Regions from separate parts of the Zea mays genome. Here region 1 is linked to region 2. A link is a contact called in public Hi-C data. All regions are on one chromosome and are shown on one strand. The core of a region is the stretch at or near the end of the contact, and the rest is flanking DNA. Distances in the headings are between cores, read along the strand shown.

The links. A called contact is a pair of places that touch in the nucleus more often than the background predicts.
Region 1: a contact with region 2 is called in a Hi-C map of leaf, with 6 times the contacts expected there. The contact joins the enhancer-like site here to the promoter of LOC100286104 in region 2. A contact is called at or near these places in 4 of 25 Hi-C or Micro-C datasets (ear, leaf, leaf mesophyll and 1 more).

Annotation. Positions count from the first base shown.
Region 1 is chr8:67,658,693-67,662,414 of Zm-B73-REFERENCE-NAM-5.0, reverse strand. No RefSeq gene overlaps it. Among protein-coding and RNA genes, the nearest start is that of TRNAD-GUC, 6.8 kb to the left of the region's middle. Within about 2 kb of position 1,909, at least 13 of the 20 cell types and tissues checked have an H3K27ac peak or open chromatin away from gene starts, as enhancers often do. A contact at or near this core is called in ear, leaf, leaf mesophyll and 1 more, where this site is marked.
Region 2 is chr8:67,399,764-67,403,694 of Zm-B73-REFERENCE-NAM-5.0, reverse strand. LOC100286104 (39S ribosomal protein L12) reads left to right here and starts at 2,453. Exons shown (of 1, transcript NM_001158992.2): 1 at 2,453-3,383. The coding sequence starts at 2,471. The coding sequence ends at 3,052. It overlaps LOC100383916 (Rab5-interacting family protein), which reads left to right. Exons shown (of 4, transcript NM_001355672.1): 2 at 1,192-1,387; 3 at 1,475-1,494; 4 at 1,914-2,262. The coding sequence ends at 1,944.

The DNA.
Region 1 (3,722 bases), core at 660-3,159, 260 kb before region 2:
TGAAGAGTACCAGTACTAAATTGCCGGATGATGGATGGAGATACAGTCTTCAAATTCTACGTTTTTTTACCGGTTTGGATTACTACTACAACTAGTTTTTAGTTGTATGTATTAAGAGCTTGTTCGGTTAGGGAGGACTCAATAGGGCTGGAAGTGTTTGAATATAATATAAGTGAATTATGAAACTTCACTTATAAACTTCAACTTTTGGGTTGAATTGATCGGTGTATGCAACTTAATATGGTATCGGAGCTAGATGTCTTGAGTTCAAATCCTGGCTAGCGCAATTAAATAAAATAATTGTTGCTCGCTCCTATTCCACGTCTAAGACTGAAGAGAGGCTCGAGGTGAGTGCTATAATATAATATATGTGAACTGTCCAACTTCACCTATAAGTTCAAGCTTTTGGATTGAATTGTGTGTGCATTCAACTTAATAGAAAGAATTAAATTTTCTTGCTATTCCAAAAGTGAATAAAAGAATATTTAATCTCCTCAATCCTATCTTTATACATATGCAACCGAACAAGGCATAAAATGTAATGTGAGAGATGGGAAAGGAAAAAAAATGTAAATACGACTGTTGCTTGTTTGTGGCTCATCACTTGGTTAAGGAAAATGCATGCATTGGCTCGTCAGTGCTGTAGCTTCTATCTCTCGAAATAATTAGTAGTAGGGGTTAGGGTTTGTTAAAGGGCCGGGGTGCGGTTAGGCACCAACTTAACCGCACTTAGTTTTTCCCATGTGCGTGACACTATGCAGCTCGCCGTGGAAGCTTCAGTCAGTTCCTTCCTTCCTTCTTCTTCCTCCTCCTCCTCCTCCTCCTCCTCCTCCTCCTCCTCCTCCTCCTCCTCTCTCTCTCTCTCTCTAGCCATTCCGAGCATGCAAAGTAGAGGCAGCAGCACGCACGCGTGTGACCATTGTCAGAGGAAACGGCCGGCAGTACGGTCCCAGTGTTATGCAACTTTGTTATCCTTGCTTTGCATTGTTAATGATTCCCCCCAAAAGCGCCACACTGGTGTGTTGTGTGTGTGGCGTAGAAGAATAGGATTCTCACCATGGTAGGAGAGAAGGGTGGGAGTTTTTTTTTTTGTTAATTTACAGGCAGTTTTGATGACTTTCACGCGAAATGGCGCCCCACTGTATGCCGTCCGTGGAGGAGAGGACGACGACACCGGCACGCAGAATAAGGAAGGAGAGAGTAGGGAGACGACGCAGACGCCTCGATCGAATTATGGAAAATGGATGGATGGTTGCATTGGTGTGTGTGCAGTGTACTAGTGTATGGCTTCTTTGCAGGTCTCGAGAGGCGCGAAACAATGGGCTCGTCTCTCCTCCTGCGCGGCGGACAAATTTAAAGCCATGATCCCACACAGACACAGCTCGCAGTCACCGCTACTTGCTTCGGAAAGAAGAGGACGAAGGAAGGAACTCAAGGCCTGTGCCCAGTGTGCCCTGTGTGCGAGGCCGTGGCTGAGACTAGGGCAGTGGGCAGGGTGTTCAGCGTGCGTGGACAATCGGGCATGCATGCATGCATAATGCTTTAGCAGCGAAGCATGGATCGTGTTGAAGATACCATTGCATGGATTATTGGTGCGTCTCGATCAGACACACCCTCCAGCAATGCATGGATAAACATGCGTGGCTAGCGTCGTTTCGAGCCTGAGATATCCACTCCTGGGTATGCTTGCATCCATATAGATTATGTTGCATCGCATATATGCATGGACCATATTATATTACATAAGCCCGGCCGCGCGCAGGACTGAAAAGAGCAGTCCCTATCACTGACTGGACAAAGGGCTTTATTTCCGCTGGTGGTCAAGTTTGATAGATTCTCTCTCACACTGCACACTCTTCTCGGACTCTGAAGGCTGCTGCCTGCTGTTAGTGCGTCTGGGCTGCTGCTGCCTGCTGGCCACTGAGGCTGCGGACGTGTTTGTGTGCGTCCTCTTGTATTCCGGCCGGGTAGGTGATCGACTTTAGGATGCATGCTGCATGCATGCATTAGAGCAACTCCAGTAGTTCTCTAAAAGACTTCTTAAATCAATAATTTAGGTAGTTAACATAAAAACTATTCCCCAACAGTTCTCTAAACGAACTTTCTAAATTTAACAATTTGTCATCTAACCTCATTTTCTCTCTACATTTGGCAACCATTTAACAACTCTCTAAACAAAAATGTTGACTGCATTATATAGTTTTTGTGACTTATTTTTTATGTGGATAAATACAAAACAAAATTACAACTTATATTTAAAAAACTATTGGAGAACTCACATTTTTTTACTTCAAAATCATTTAGCAACTTCTTAAATCTATGATTTAGAGACCTAAAATTTACATAACTATTGGAGTTGCTCTTAGCATGCTCTCGCATGACGGACGGGGAGGTACGGTGGGAAAAGAGCGTGGTTTTTCAGCTAGCGACCGACCATCAGAAAAACAAAAGGGGAGGCTTCCTTTTTTTTTTCTCATTCTTCTTCTTCTCTCCGTTTGGTGCCGGCCGGGAATGTATATGTGCACGCGAAGAGGCTGTGGACCTGTTGTTGCTTCGAGAGTTGGAGATCTTTGAGCGTGGAAAACAACCTAGCAGATAAGGTATATAGATTATCGATCGAGAGGCTTTTGTGTTGCTGAACTCATGATCGGCAAAATCTGTGTACTGAAAGGTGTCCATCATACATGTCTGCCACGCCCGCGGCCAGCGCAAGCAACGTCCGTCCTCGGCCGTCGCCTTTCCATGACGCGGCGGCGTGGCTGTCAGCTGTTCTTAGCTCCGATCGGCGGTGGGGGCCGCCGACGTCGACCACCACCACCCACGTACGACGTAGGCACGCGCCGCGACGAACGAGCAGTCAGCCGCGTGCGATGCGAACATGCAGTGCTTTTGCATGCTCCTGTCGTTCCACGCCTCGACATACGTCAGGAGCACGTAACGTAACGTAACGCGCTTTTGGCTGCATGCATGCGTTGTTTGCGGCTCGATCCATTCTCGTCTCGTCCGTCTCTCGGAAAATCTCGGTCCGTCCGCGCGTGGCAGGCAACAACGTGACGTGCTGGTGTGTGCTTTTTCTCCTTCCCGGGATAAAGAAAAGGCGGGGGCCGCGCGCGCGGCGCTGGAATCGAATCGGCGAACGCACCGGCGGCGGCGGACGAGGAAAGAAAAAAGGCGCGAGGGCCGGAACGGATGGGGAGGGAGCATGGGATGGGGATGGCTGGCCGATGGGGGCGCGAGAACGTGGGGGCAACGGCCAGCCGGGGAGTAAAATAAGGCCAATCATTGGGCACTCAACCGCGGTCCACGTCCGCGGCCCGGCGCGCGACACGGCGAGCGGCGCGTGCGGGCGGGGGCCCTGCCTTCGACCCCGAGCGCGACGGCGCACGCGCGTGGAGGGCACTGGGGGCTCGCTCGCGGTGGGCGGGACGGGGGCCGGGCCGGCTTTGGTGGGCGGTGTGGGCGCCCGTGCCGCCCGCGATCTGTTCTGATCCCGCCGTTTCGGCCACTGTTGGTGATGTGACTATGTGAGTGGCCGCCGTGTCCCCTCGCCCACACGTCTCTCTGCCGCCCGTGCCGAGCGCGCACCGGAGTACACGGAGCGCACGAGTAGCCGGGAAACCAACGGAGCGGAAGAGTCAAGCATTATTTATTCACTCTACCGTATAATCTCTGCTACTCTATAAGAGTAGACGCGAGGGCGTCTACCCAAATCTTTGGTAAAG
Region 2 (3,931 bases), core at 1,204-3,703:
AAAGTTTTAACCATACAATACATAAGTCTCAAACACATGATACATAAGTTAAATTACATGATGTTTACAACTGAAAAGTGTTTCAATGCAAATTGTTTAAATTTACATGATGTTTAAATACAATATGTTATGAGATGTTTGGTTTAAGAAATGACTACTATCGATAAGTAATAAGATAATTATACTAACATTAATTATTTACTTATGGATAAGAAGACGATTTTCCCAAATATGAGAATTCATCGAATTTTACCAAATATGGGGAATATGATAAATTACCGGATTTTCCCGAATACAGGAACTTACTGGATTTTCCCAAAAATCCGAAAAAGGTCGGTAAAGACATCTCACCGTTTATTGTACCGTTTTCGGAACCCATTATCCCAGTTTCGTACCGTTTTTCATATATCCCAATAAATCCGAAAATGGGCGAAAAAATCCGGTAAACGGTACCGGAAAATTACCGGATTTTCTAACCGTTTTCATCCTTACCCACAGTCGCATCTGCATGTCTCCTCTGCGTCCTCCAGCTGCACCTCCGCCCCCACCCGCATTTACCACCTGTGCCCCCTTCATCACCACCCCAGCTCAGTGCCACCTGTTTTGCCCCCTGCACCTACGCCGCGCGCCTCAGCGCAGACGTTGTCTGCTGCCCACACCCCAGTGATTCTTGCTCCATCCCCTCCACTCCACACCTCCTGTTCTGACTGACGACCACAGCCACAGTGAGGGCCTCCACACGCAGCGGCAGCCATGACAGGGGAAGGTGCCAGTGTCATACTGTCAGATGCGCTACGACTATTGCAGCACATGCAAATGAATATTTTAGTCCTTGAGACCATGTCTTTGCCTTAAGGCCCGCCTTCAAGATTTCTCTGCTTTGAACCTCCTTAGAGTCAAGCTTGTTTTGTATGAGGTCGACCCTAACTTACTAGGATCTCTTTATTCCCAACACTCCGGATTCCCTTAGATCCGCTAGGCGTGTTTATGTGCAAAGAGTTTCATATTTTTAGTGTTGTGCCTGGCCATAAAGTATGAAGATTTTTTTGTGTGTGTGTGATGACACACCCCTCAACTTTCCCTTCTAATGTATTATTAGGACCTCTCATGTTGAATATACTTGACTGGTTTGTTATTTTAACTATGGTGGTTTATCCTAATTCCTAAACATGAGGTATTTGCATGTTACAGTCGAACATTCTTGTCAATCATTGGTGGAGTTGTTGCTGGAATCTGGGGATTCACAGGCTTGATGGGGTTTGTCTTCTACTTTCTGATAATGATGGTTGCATCTATTGGGCTCTTAGCGAAGTCAAAGTTTTCAGTCCAGGCGTACTTCGATAGTTGGACCAGGATTTCAATTGAAGGAGTTTTTGGTGGCCTGATGGTAAGCCCTTGTTTACTGCCATGTCATATTTTGTTGCTTGTCGTGTTGTTTAATGATGTCCTAATACAGTGCAATTTCCTTTTGCAGTCATTCGTGCTGTTTTGGACGTATCCTTTTTCGTTGACAATTTAAAAACAGTACTATTCATACTTTATTTCTGTTCTTCTTGTGCTTATATAGATTATTTGATTAGATAGGCTGAAGATTGCAACCGGCTGGGATGGTAAACCAACATGTTCATACTCCACTGGTTGTAGATTGGGTAACATGCTGCTATTATCGAGGGACTGAACGCCTACCAACGAATATTTCAGATTTGTGTTTACTGCTGCCATATATTTTGTCATTGTGGAATATAAATAAAAATTCAACATTTTAGACAATCATAGAAAACAATCAGTGAACCAGCAAAGCAGTTTATTTTTTTCTAAACTCAAAACATGTTTATGCGTCTTTCCTATCTATATTCATCTGTTTTCAGTGTTGGTCCGTTTCTGCATGAGTTCATCCTTGACGACGTATATAGATTTGCTTATGACATTGTTCACATCTTCTGACGGACATAGAAAGAGCTACACTCCGGAGGAAACACGGAATCGTCGACGATGAACATTCCCAATTGGCTTTTTGTACACTCAATTTTTGTATTGGTAATTGATATAGTCTGTAGTGAGACTATATCGGTGTAGACCTAAGCAAAGCTCATGAACTTTGCATTTCCTTGGATGATCCGTAGCAGTTGCAATTTTTCATTTCAAGTGATGGATATGAACTTTGATGTTTTCTGGCACAATGTTTTGTACCCTCGAGTTTTCTGGCACTTCGATTGATGTACACACTTCTCAATGCTTCAACTGATCGAGTCACTGTTAACTAGCCATGTGCGTCTTTTGGAGGAACTACCCATGTTATTTCCAAATCAAAATGCGTCCGTGATCTAAGAAGCTTCAGCACTGCTAACTGAACCCATCTCTTCTTATCAGGCCGAAATTTTATACACGGGCCTAAGCCCAGATCCAAACTTCCAAACGCATCTTCCTCTCCCATGCTGCATCCCGCAGCCAGAACCCTAGCCTCGTCGCCATGGCCTCCTCCTTGCTCCGCTCCGGCTACGGCCTCTTCCTTCGCCGCCCTCGCCTTTCCGCCGCATTCTCCACCGCTGCTGCCGAGGAGCTCATCGACGTCCGCAAGCTCCCCACCGACTACGACCCCTCCACCTTCGACCCGTCCTCCCCGTCCCGCCCGCCGCCGTCCGACCGCGTGTGGCGCCTCGTCGAGGAGGTCTCCTCTCTCACCCTCGCGGAGACTGCTTCTCTGTCCTCTCTCCTCCTCCGCCGCCTCGACATCCCCTCCGCGCCACCCATCGCCATCCTCAACTCCGCCACGGGGCTGGGCGGCGGTGGCGCCACGGCCGGCGCGGCGGGTGAGAAGGCGGCGGCGGCAGCTGAGAAGACGGTCTTCGAGCTGCGGCTGGAGGCCTACGATGCTGCGAGCAAGATCAAGGTGATCAAGGAGATCCGGTCATTCACTGACCTGGGGCTGAAGGAGGCCAAGGAGCTGGTGGAGAAGGCGCCTGCGGTGATCAAGGGAGGCCTATCCAAGGAGGAGGCTCAGGCGATTGTCGAGCGAATGAAGGCAGTTGGCGCCAAGGTCATTATTGACTGATTAGAACAAGCCTTTTCAGTGGTGAGGTCCTGCAAATTTATGCTTCGTTTCGGATCAACTTTTAAGTGCAAGGATGGATGAGTGGCTTGTGGAGAATTCTCCTCTATGAACTTGTGGAGAATTGATGTGGCATTGCACAAATAGGTTTTCAAGCGCGTTAATCAAATGAACTTGTAGAGTATTGTATCAATGATCAATCACTCATCATTATGTTGTCGGATGTGACATTAGTTGTGGGGCTTTGGGATGGAAATGGACTATTATATTGTTATTTGCTATGAAGATTTTGTGACCTTTGAATTACAAAGTAAAAATGAGTTACTTCATTTCCAAATTGTAAGTTGTTTGGGCTTTTCTAAATACATAACTTCTACTGTGTATCTAGACATCATGTACATGGAGACGCGTGGAAAAAAAAGATATGTATCTGTTCATAAGAGTATGCTGTTTTGGACAAAGTCGCCCATATGGATAACATTATCCTGCTTTCTTGAATTTACGTACTGTTTCCATGGGCTTCTCTATTGGCAGGGTTCATGCTGCTCTGCTCGTCACTGTTTATTGACTGAAATTTTAAGGGTCAACGGTCTAAAACTATCCATGCCATCATGTGTTTCCTCTTAGTCTCTTGAGGAATAGCCTTCACTAACAGGAAACAGGAATAAATTATTTTCAAGATTCAGATAAAAAGCATGCACAGTTGAGTATTACAGTATGTGTAGTTCTACTTCTGGATTTCTGATTGGCAAATGTGCCCTGGTTTCGAGAACTAGGGAGCAGTAAAATTTGTGTTGGGAGGGAAAGCTAGCGCGGACTTACTTCGAATGGTGAGCCACCGAGACTCAAACGGTGGATTTGAGAAGGTGGGTTATACTTGTT